Regions from separate parts of the Sus scrofa genome. Here region 2 is linked to region 1. Evidence: chromatin contacts called from public Hi-C data. All regions are on one chromosome and are shown on one strand. The core of a region is the stretch at or near the end of the contact, and the rest is flanking DNA. Distances in the headings are between cores, read along the strand shown. Region 1 has its middle 36 kb from the start of SP3. Region 2 holds the start of OLA1 (obg-like ATPase 1).

What was found. A called contact is a pair of places that touch in the nucleus more often than the background predicts.
Region 2: a contact with region 1 is called in a Hi-C map of liver, with 5 times the contacts expected there. The contact joins the promoter of OLA1 here to the enhancer-like site in region 1. A contact is called at or near these places in 1 of 5 promoter capture datasets (fetal liver) and 2 of 47 Hi-C or Micro-C datasets (heart right ventricle and liver).

What each region holds. Positions count from the first base shown.
Region 1 is chr15:80,023,276-80,029,015 of Sscrofa11.1, reverse strand. No RefSeq gene overlaps it. Among named protein-coding and RNA genes, the nearest start is that of SP3, 36 kb to the right of the region's middle. Within about 2 kb of position 3,000, at least 70 of the 83 cell types and tissues checked have an H3K27ac peak or open chromatin away from gene starts, as enhancers often do. A contact at or near this core is called in fetal liver and liver, where this site is marked.
Region 2 is chr15:80,251,298-80,257,037 of Sscrofa11.1, reverse strand. It overlaps OLA1 (obg-like ATPase 1), which reads left to right and starts at 3,262. Exons shown (of 12, transcript XM_021076152.1): 1 at 3,262-3,425; 2 at 4,691-4,791. The coding sequence starts at 4,691.

The DNA.
Region 1 (5,740 bases), core at 1,751-4,250:
GAGATGAATTACTCGATTCACCTTTGTCTGGCGATGATGCATTTGGCCCAAATGGCCAGCGGCTTTGGGGAAACTCTTTGTAAATCCATCAGATTTGAACATTAAAAAATGATAACTGTGATCAGCCAATGCTGAGGGACCCATTTTGCGAAAAAAAGAAACGGAACCAACACAGTTAGTGACACAATAATTAGGACGCGGGGGAGATGGCTGACAATTTGGAGATGTTTTCTGGAGAAAATATCAAATGACTTACAGTCTGCGGGACATTTGTAGATAATTAAATTGGCAATTTATTGCTGCAGAGTGACAGTTGTGGCCCTCTTCTCTGTGCACACAAAGTCAAACATCCAAAGGTAATTCCCACTCTGTCTTAATTGCAGGATAGAGTGTCATGAAAATTCTTTCCCTCCCGCTGAAAACCTGATGAGTTTTCTCGTCAGGAATGTTAGGATTTTCTCACTATTAGTGTTAAAGTGCAGCTGAAGTTTCTCTCAAGGAAGAGTGTGTGGGGGGTGATGCCTTGAGGGTAGAGGACACACTGGAGTCCCCTCTTCTTTCTCTCGCTCATCTCAGGCCCCTGCCTCCCTCACACCGTCAGGCCACTCCTTGATGCCAGCTTGACATTCTCTGGATGAATATTCCCTTAACTATAGCCACTTGTGAACAGACTTCATGATTTGCTTTTTCCACAAACCATATCGTGTATTTGATATTTTTCTTTTAGTAAACTCACTTCTGAAAAACACGATGCCCAAGTTAGCCTCATCATGACCAACCATATCCCTGAGCCACAGGATTCTCAGGACAATCAGGTCAGTGGACCTCAGCCGGTGACTAGGTGGGGGCCTCCCCTCTCCATAGGGAGAATTCCCCGTGGCCTGGCTGGCAACAGAAGCAGAATGGACAAGGACCTCGAGGGCAAACCAGGCTCTCTTCATGGGGGCAGTTTTCTTTAAATACGATTACACCGGGAGTTCCCGTCGTGGCTCAGTGGTTAACGAATCCGACTAGGAACCATGAGGTTGCGGGTTCGATCCCTGGCCTTGCTCAGTACGTTAAGGATCTGGCATTGTCGTGAGCTGTGGTGTAGGTTGCAGACGCGGCTCGGATCCCACGTTGCTGTGGCTCTGGCGCAGGCCGGTGGCTACAGCTCTGATTAGACCCCTAGTCTGGAACGCCTATATGCTGCAGGAGTGGCCCAAGAAATGGCAAAAAGACAAAAAAACCAAAAAGACAAAAAAAAAAAAAAAAAAAAAAAAAAAAAAAAAAGATGACACTGGCAGCAAGTCCTCATAACATTAAAGGTCACATATCTGTTAACTACTGATGAACATTAGGGTTCCTGTGGTGCCAGAGGATGAAAGGCAAGATCGAGGGTGAAGGTTGTTAAATGTCAGGAGTCTGCAGGGTGGAGGCAGAAACATGGAGGACACCTTGGTAGGGAGCTCAGTGTATGAGGGGGTGTCCCCTAGAGTTGAATATAGGGATTCGGCAGTGGGCACTACCCTGTGGCTTGGTTATTGCCCACTGTAAAGAAGATGGGGTCTTTCTGAGAAAAGGCGGATAAAGATGCCAAGTTGCAAACACTTGGATCCCATCAACATTAGTTTAACTATTAGCAATAGTTTTTTCTGGAACAGAACATACCGAGGGCTCTGAGGAATTCTGTAGTAAAACAACAACAAAGGAACAATGGATTTTATTTGGCTTGACTGAATGTTTCCTAATCCTCAACCACATTTTCACTATTTTGACACCCAATCTTTGAGTCATGACATTCCCTCTTCTCAGATACACTACATGGCAAGCTTTTAAAGAATAATGGTGACATACAAGTATCCCAGTTAAAGACAATTTTGCAGGAATTTTGTGACAGTCCCACAGGTCCCTGGGGTTTCCTTCAGGGTACTGCTAAAATCGTGTTGGGAAATATGGCTTTCACTGCCTTCTTGCTGGAAGTCAGGGCTAAGTTATTCTGTTTTCTTTTCTCTTTAGATTGGACCATAAATCTAGAAAGACTAATAGCTCACATTTGTATGGCATTTTATAGTTTACATTTTCACATGCATTACCACAGTTTCTCCTCACAACAACTCCAAAGGTAGGATTATTCCATTGCATAGATGAAGAAATGGTCTCTAAGAGCTTTAGTAACTCATCCAAGGCCTAAAACTAGTCCCAGACAATGCCAAGACTTAAAGTCAATCTTCTTACTGGATCTTTCTGCATTTCCAACTGATTATTTTGTCTAGACACATACTTTGATTTTTGGTCAAATCAGAATGTTGGCTCTATATTCCTAGGATTTGGGCTTGTAATCCCCTCTCCCAACCTAATCTGCTGTTTTCTAGTGAAGTCTTGAGGATCGCCAGGGAAAGGCACTAACGACGGTGCCAGCACCTCGAGAGACTTGTAGGGACGTCAAGGGGCTCAAATCCCCTTGAAAAGGCCCAGGACACAGGCGAACTGAGCCTGGCTTGGCCCTTTTGCGCCTTCACCTAAAATCTTCCCCATTCTCCACCTTGCCTCAGGGCCGAGAGCGTCCAAACATTTTCTCTAAGGAGTTGCAACTCTGCCTCTAACTTTCCCCGGCCATAGAGGAGGAGTCACTCGTGTGAAAAGCTTGATTTGCCGAAAGAGCCTCCTCGAAACCCCTTTACGCGACTTTAACCCGTTTGGCGAGTGTTCCTGGCCCAATTTGCAGATTCGGAGTCGGAAGCGCCGGGACACAGGCGACCAGCGCGGCCAGGGCCTCAAGTGCCACGGCTTCCAGGGCTCCCCCTTGCCCGCGGGGCGCGGGGGAGGAGGAGAGGGAAGGGGGAGGAAGCGGGAGCAGACCTGGCAAAGAGAAGAGGGGAGGGGAGGAAAGGAGAAGGAGGGAAGAAGAGTGGGAAGAAAGTGGGGGTTGGGAGAGAGGAAGCGCGGAGCGGGGCGGGGGAGGCGGAGCGGAGGGGGCGGGGGAGGTGGAGGGGGCGGGGCTGAGGGGTGAAGGGAGGATCCAGGCCCCGCCCCAAGGCTGGGGGAGGCCTCGGAAGTCGTGCGAAGAAGCCGACCAGCGGTCGCTTACGTCGAGGAGAGTGCCAACTCCGGTTTCCCTCGTGTCCCCGGGAGGTCTGGCAAAGAGCCGGAGGCGTCGCGGCCCGGGGAAGGGGGCGGAAGTCAGCGCCGAAACCGCGGAAGGAGGGACGGCTGGCTGAGGCCCCGCAACCCCTGAGGCGGGGGGGTGGTTTAGATGTGCTCCTGCCTGAGAAGCGGGTGTGAAGCCAGAGTGTGGCCGCAGTGCTGTCTACAGAAAGCTGTGGCCAAGAGCGCCCCTGGCTTCTGGTGCTCCCAGGACTGAAAGGCGGGAGCCTGATGACCCGGGGTTCGGTGTGACTACTCCGATTCCCCAGCCCGCACCTCCAAGGGGCTGCTGGTTCTCAAAGCGCGGTCCCCAAGTGGGAAACTGGCGAAGTGCTAAGGTGTGTGTGTGAATGCGAGCATGTGCATGAATGCGAGGTATGTGAGCAAGGGTGTGCATCCATGAAGGAAGAATGCCTTTGTTCCAGGAACCTCTTTCCCCAAATCTCTACCGAGTGGTGGGGTGAAGGCGAGGCCGTTTGTCCGAATTGAGAAAGCTAGGAGGTCCCCTGGGAAGCCCCATCTTCCAGTATGCCCAGAGAGCTGAGCATCTTGAAGAATGGTCCACACAGCTGGCCTTCCTTCCTGTCCTGCCCGTGGTGATCTCCTGGGGAGCCTATCATTGAATAGTGATATTTATTGCATTTGTTTTCCCTTCTTGGCTGTTATTCTCTGCTTCCAAACCCAGGTCACAAGCTCATACTTTCTGTTAACACTTGGTTGGATGTTTCCACTTATTCTTTGACTCCCTTGGGCTTTTGGACATCTTGTAGAAGGCAGTACTAAGAGTCCAACACTGGAGACAGACTTTGTGGGGGCTTTGTTTTGTTTTATTTTGGTGGCGCCTGCGGCATGTGGAAGTTCCTGAGCCAGGGATGGAACCCGAGCCACCGCATAGTAGGATTATGAATTGTTTTTTTTTTTTTCTCTCTCTTTGTGCCTTTTAGTCCTTTACAACTTTTCTACAGTCAGCATGTATTACTCTGTTACTCAGGAAAAGTACTTTATATAATTTAGCTCATAAAAATGATCACATTTTGAATATTTAGAGATGGAGGGGGAAAAAATCCTGAGAATAAAACAATAGCTTTCCTCTAAGTTTTCCTTTTTTTTTTTTTTCTTTTTCACAGCAGCAAATCTTTTCTGTTTTCTCTTAGAAAATCAACTTAGTTTGAAGTAGAAAGACATTTTGTTTTCAGTGACCAGAATACCTGTTTTGCCTATTTAGGGACTTCCTTTGAAGTATCAAGATCCCAGGCAAGGAATGAAAATCATAGAAGGGTTTATATTAAATAATAAAGACAAAATGAGCAGAATGATCTTAAAGGTTGTTTCAATCAATCTGTAACAGTCTAGTGAAATTTGACCTTTCTAGTGATATTTTTTATACCAGTGCCTGCTTGTATTACTGTAACACTTTTTTTTTTTTTTTTTTTTGGCTGCTTCCATGGCATGTGAAATTTCCCAGGCCAGGGACTGAGCCCAAGCCACAGCAGCAACCTGAGCCCCTGCAGTGACAGTGCTGGATCCTTAACCCACTGTGCCACAGTGGGAATTCCCTATAACACTACTTAAGAAAAAAATTTCAAACTACATTTTACAATTTACTTCAGACAGGGTTACCTTCCATTTTTACTGAAAACTGTTTTAGAGCAACAGCTTGATTTATCTGCAGAGTCATTCATTTGACAGAAATTTACTAAGCACTGACCAAGTACCAGGCTCTGTGCCGATGCCGGGAATACCAGGCAAGATCTGGTCCTTATCTTCCAGGAGCTTAGGATCTTGTTGATGGATATGTATATTTAAACAACAATGTATAGAGAATTGTCACTGGGACTTTGATAGGCCCCTGAGGAGAAGAACATAGAGGAGCCAGTGGGACACAAAGCAGAAGCTAGTTCTAGTGGGGCAAGAGGACAGTGAGGAGGAGGAGGTGGGAAAAGCGGCATAGAAAATTAGTCATCTGGGGAGTTTCGGTCGTGACTCAGCAGAAACAAATCTGACTGGTATCCATGAGATGTGGGTTCGATCCCTGGCTTCACTCAGTGGATTAAGGATCCAGTGTTGACATGAGCTCTGGTGTGGATTACAGATGTAACTCCGGTCTGTGTTGCTGTGGCTGTGGTGTAGGCCAGCGGCTACGGCTCCGATTGGACCCCTAGCCTGGGAACCTCTGTGTGCTGTGGGTGCAGGCCCAAAAAAGACAAAAAAAAAAAAAAAAAATTAGTTATCCAGGCTGATTACAAATCTTTAGCTTATAAGTGGGTAGTCCTTCCTGATGTGAGACTTTTCTGTATTTTGCCGATTTCATGTCATCTGATTAATGTATTGTCAATACACTAAGGATATGTTTTGTGATTCCTTCCTTCCTTGATAGTTGCAATGAGTTTATAATAGTCAAATTCTATTTCATCATAATCCAAGAACTGGCCAAAAATTTAAAATATGTAAGCCCATTTATCACATATAATTGAGGCTTATAAAACATCTTAAACTTTTAATTTTTACTTAAAGCGTATAGTTGTGTATTCATTCCCTAGTCTTTAGATGTTGGGCTCATTGTGGGTTCTCTGACTGAAATTACTCATTGTTTTTTCTTGCATTAGCTCCACTC
Region 2 (5,740 bases), core at 2,013-4,512, 230 kb before region 1:
ATGACAGGAACTCCCATATGCTTAGTTTTTTGAAAGCTGTTCCCTTCCCCTTAAAGTTATTATCAGAACTCAATTTCCCCTCTAGTGTAGATATTACTATTATTTTGTTACCTTTCATGCATGTAACAGATGTGGATGAAGTTGGTCAACAGGTATAGTCCAGCCTTACCAATTATGATGATGAATGTGTCACTACTCTGTTTTCCTCCTTTTATTCTGATCCTCTCTGTAAACTTCCTGTCTCCTGTCCCTTAGCTTTCTGTACAGAATCACTAAATCTCTGGATTTCCAACTGAGCTATTCCATACTGGGGAATAAATTACTGACTCCGAACCACTCCCTAGCTCCTTTACAAACTTTGGTCAACTCACTTGGTCACTGGTCATTGGCTGATGCTTGGGAAGGAAAGAAAAATTCTGAAAGGCTAATAACAGCTAAGAGTGAGATCTACTTTTTTCAACCCATTAATCCTTCCTCAGCAGCAGCTTTATGTTGAGCGGATCCAATGATCTATTTTCATTCCTCCTCATAAAGAGATCTTTGGCTCGATTTCCATTCTAGACTGCTGCTGTTTCCTTCCCCTAGGCTTCACTTAATCACTGAGCTCAACAGGTACTCAACAGACTTCCCTTTGTGCAGCAGCCTGAAGGACAAGCTTTGCTGTGTTTAAAGTCATTTTCTTAGGCTTGGTATTACTGTTAACTCTTAACATCCCATTTGTCTCTCTGAGTCTTCATTTGTCATGTAGAACAGAAGATACCTACTAGAGTTTTTCTTTTTCTTTCTTTCTTTCTTTTTTTTTTTTTTTTTTTTTTTTTTTTTTTTTTTTTTTTTTTTTTTTTTTCTTTTTCTTTCTTTCTTTCTTTCTTTTCTTTCTTTGTTTCTTTCTTTTCTTTCTTTCTTTCCTTCTTTCTTTTCTTTCCTTTCCCTCCCTTCCTTCCTTCCTTCCTTCCTTTCTTTCTTTCTTTCTTTCTTTCTTTCTTTCTTTCTTTCTTTTTCTTTCTTTCTTTCTTTCTTTTTCTTTCTTTCTTTGAGACCTCCCTGCTTCATTAGTAGAGAGAGGTCATTCACAGAGATGTTTCTACTGTGTGACCCCCACCCACCTGACCAAGGCTGATTGGACCTTTCATAGAGCTAGATTCACTTTCTCATGAATTGACCCTCAGTAACTGTAAGTGAGTTACATTTTCCCCAGTGAGATGGGAATGGAGTCCTATTATTGGGTAACTGTTAGGAGCAGCAATTGACCACTCCTCAAACTCTGCCTAGCTCACTGACATCTGCACGACCTGCTTTGTCAAGGCACTTTAAAAGTGGTCAAAAGTGCAAGTAAAAGATGTAGCTGCAAATAGAGAAACAGGTGATTGACTCAAGGACTTGACAGTGTGAATTGAAGGGAATGGGTAGATTGCAGAGATATCGAGATTGAAGAAGTAGTGAGATTTGGCCAAAAGACAGTGATAAGTTGGAGATAATTCTACTACTCCACGACTGTGGAACGTTTTCAGTTAGTATTGGAGTGGCTGGTTGCTGGGCAGATTGGGCTCTCTGGGATTCTTGAGCTGTTTAAGTAATGGTTCCTCTCTTTTTTCGCAAGCAGCAGTGTGAAAGCCCATTACAGGACTTCACTACTAAAAGAGTAAATGATTTTTGGAATTACTTTGTTAGGGCTACTCATAAGAGTTTATACTGACCGTGGGTACAAACATGGGCTATTTAGCTTTTTTCTGTTTCATAGCTAGTGTTCACTCAGACACTTGCTTTTATAAACACCAGGTTTTTGTGACAAGGGAGGTAGGTTGAGAGAATTTAAATAGTGCATACTTACCAATGATATAAAGAAAAAATAATGCAAACCCCAAATCGAGTTGCTCATGTCCATGAGAATTTCCAAATTTGCAGAAAAATCTTTTTACTTTATCTCAGTAGGTCACTCTCATAGGGTTAAGGAAAATCTTAATGCAGTTTCATTATAAATAATGCCTCAACTGTGCTTATAAAAAGTCCCTATTAGAAAGAATTTTGGCTGAAAGGGAAGACTTTTTCAGTTAGATTGGGGCTTGAAATCTGGTTTCTGACACTTACCAGTTAGTTGTGTGACTCTATCCAAATTACGTAACCTTTCTGATATTGTTCCTGCATCTGTAAAATGGGGACACCAGCCAACTCACATCTTTTCCTTTATTAGAGACTAATCTTTTTGAAAAAAGCGTCTTTAAAGAAGTGTCACAATCTTTGGACAGGTATTGCATTCATGTAATAAATTTTTGAATGCTAACTGAAGGCCAGGACCTATGAATGAATGAATTCCTTCTACAGATGGAGCTCATGGTGTAGTCAGATGGGGATGAGGTGAGATGAAGCCCTAATATTAGCAATAGCCTTATTACTATTTATGAACCTTTCCTATTTGGGTTGGGTACTGTTGCTACAAGGTTTACACACATTACCTCATTTTATCCTCACAATAACCTTCTTAGCTGGGTGTCAATAGCCTCATTTTATCCAGGAGGAAACTGAAGCCCAGAGAGGTTACTTTCGTCAGGGTCACACAGCTAATGAGTAGTGGAATCCAGATTGGAATCTATGATTCCCAAATTCCAAAGGCCCTTGTTCTTAACCATCCAGAGGAAAAGGAGGGGGCTGGTGGTGGAAACTGACTGTATTAAACGCATTCTAGGATACAGTGCCTGTAAAACGCGTGAACAATAAGGCGACGAAGGACTCCTTAGATCATTAGCTTCCCTTGGTCCTTTTTTCCTACAAGAAAGTTTAACGCCTTCTCACTCTCTGGATTGACTGAAGAGCGTTACAGAAAAAGGAGGCGAGCTGGGGTCGTGGTCCTCGAGGGCTCAATTGGTGGCCAAGCAGGGCTGGTGCGGCTGATCGCCAGACACAGGCGACCCGTCTCTGGGCCAGCGGTCCGGCCGAGGGTGCTTTGAGGTCAAGCGTGTGAAGTGTGGGTCTGCAGGGCGGCGAGCGAGCCTGTTAGGGCAACGCGAGGGTCGACCAGGAAGGAAGCGAGATGCCATACTGAGAAGCCCCATGTGCAAGGAAAGCGGAAGACTCCGGTCAGGGGTGGGAAGGGGTCAGGCTGGCTCTGGCAGGGGCACCGGCTCCTGTCTGCTCAGGCGCCACGCAGCTCCTCCCACTCTACTCCCGCCTCCCGGTCGGCCCGGCCAATGGGCGGGGCGGGCGAGCGCGCGGGGCGGGGCAGGGCGGGCGGGGCTCTCGGCCTGCGCGCAGGTGCCGCCCGGTTCCCGGCCCGCCCGTTCCGCCGCCGCCGCCGCCGCCGCCGACGTGCGTGCGGCTTGGTGGAGGGGCTGGGCCTGCGCTCTCTCCTCCTTCCTCCCCGCCTCCTGCTGCCGGTAGGACCCGTCTCCCACTGCCGCTGGGACCGCGTGTCACCGTCATCCCCGAGCACGGTGAGGCCCTCAGGGAGGCTGCAGGCGCGCTCCCCGCTGTGTCTTCGACCCCATGGCCCATTGCTCAGAGGCCGGCGTCAGGCCAAGGCCGGATGGCCGGGATGGGGCGAGGGCAGCGGGTGGCGTGGAGAGTGCGGATGAATGAGGCGCTCTTGGACTAGGCCGCGCGTCCCGAGAGCGGCCCACGCCTCACCCGGCACGCCTTGGTGAAAGCCTCCGGAGGCCAGGACGGCTAGTGGCCCGGTCCTTAGTGGGAAGGTGTTGGGTGGTGCCCAGCTGTGCCGGCCGGCCGGCCACCCCTTGGTAGCAGGCCGGGAGACTGGAGAGCCTCTGCCCCTGCAGCTGTGCCTTGGCATCCTGGGGATTGGCTGGGAACAGGTGTGAGTCAAGACCCTGAGGAGGGAACTTAGTGGCCCTCTGGGTCAGGGATCAGAGGCTGGAATATCACTTCATGAGCCGGGCCTCAGCGTGTCACCGGGAGGTTCAACTGGAGTTGTAGTTCCCAGTTTCTGCAACGTTAGCAGTCCCCATGAGTTCGGTTTGCAGCCCTAAAGTGGGATCCATTCCGCACGAGGAACTTGGAGCCAGATCCGCAGGCACCGACAAAGTTTCGACCTGTAAATAAAAAGGGTTAGTGGATCCATTTACAACCAGTAATAGCCAGTGTAGATTCCGAAGATTGCTTTTTAGGACTGATGAGCTGTACCTTCAGTGCAAAAGGTGGAAGAGACTTGTTCGAAAGACCTTGATACCGTTCCTTTTATGTGAAATATTGTGCTTGGGGGCGAAATAGGAAAGAACAGGTTCCAGATTGGGGGGGGAATGGTTTGGTGGGAGGTAACTCGGTTGCTAGTGGTTCTAGAATGGATTTTCTTTGGCTTTCTTAGCTCTGCTCCTGCTTTCAAATGCTTTCATTCGTACAACCACATGTCAGGTTAAGAAAATGTTTTGTGAACAGTCAGGATGGGAAATTGGCAGTTAAATTTTATTTTTGATTTATGATGCCACATATTTTTAATGTGGCAATTTTTCCAGGACTTCTCAGGAATGACTGCTTTGACAATGATCAGAATCAGATTGTTAACAGAACTTTTTTTGTTTTCATTTTTGTTGAAAAATAAAGTGTCACTTTTGGATTGATATATACAATATATTTTATTCTTAATCTATTGTTCAGTAGTGAATTTTGAGTAATGAGATGTGCTTTCGATCGATGGGGATAGTAAGAAGTCTTGTTCATATGTATGTTTGTTTTGACATTTCAGATGCCCCCCAAAAAGGGAGGTGATGCAATTAAACCACCCCCAATCATTGGACGATTTGGAACCTCCTTGAAAATTGGTATTGTTGGATTGCCAAATGTTGGGTAGGTGAATGTTGGGCTTTTATCATTTTTTGTCTTATAAATATTTTGGATCATGTTGTAGAAATGGGCAACTCTGAAGTAATTAAAATTTAAATTGAAGAAAAGAGGCTAGAAAGCTGGAATATTAATATGTTGCAAAATAAGGTTTTCATTTAGATCTTATTTTTGGCTTTCTACACAGATACTGTTGAAACTTGAGTTACTTATATTGTTTGTTTTGCTTAACTCAGGGGAAGAAGCAGTGAGAGTTTACACATCAAGTTGAATCAGATCAGCTCTGTTTGCTTGACACACTGTTGAAAGACACAGTATTGAATTCATGTGGAATTGGAGTAGTTTAAATAGATTTTCGTGCTGGCTGGCTATTTAGGGTACCTAGGCTGGCTACCAGAGGCCATGCAGTAGGATACCTTAGGAAATAGTTTTAAAAGCCTCATTATAAATTTATTTCAATTCTCGGGAGATCAGCCATCAGGTGGCTGAACTTTTACTTGAGAAGGTGACAGTTTTGAACTTAATATTGGAAGTTGCTAGATAAAAGAGTATCTGTTATAAAATAGCTAAATTTGAAAGTTACGAGAACAAAATTTTGAGTTTTGTAATGTTTAAAGTGAATTATTTATTGTAGTATTGCAGTAATAGGAAATATTTGTGGGGTTTATCATGTACAGATCTATACACATGCAATGTAAATGTGCAAAGTCTATTTTTTCATTATTTGTCCTTCTATTTTAATACCTTTTACTGACCTTAAAATATAAAGTGTCTTGGGAGTTCCTGTCGTGGCAGAGTGGAAATTAATCTAAGAACCTTGAGGTTGCAGGTTCGATCTCTGGCCTCGCTCAGTGGCTTAAGGATCTGGTGTTGCCGTGGGCTGTGGTGTAGGCCAGCAGCTACAGCTCTGATTAGACCTCTAGCCTGGGAATCTCTATGTGCCATGAGTGCAGCC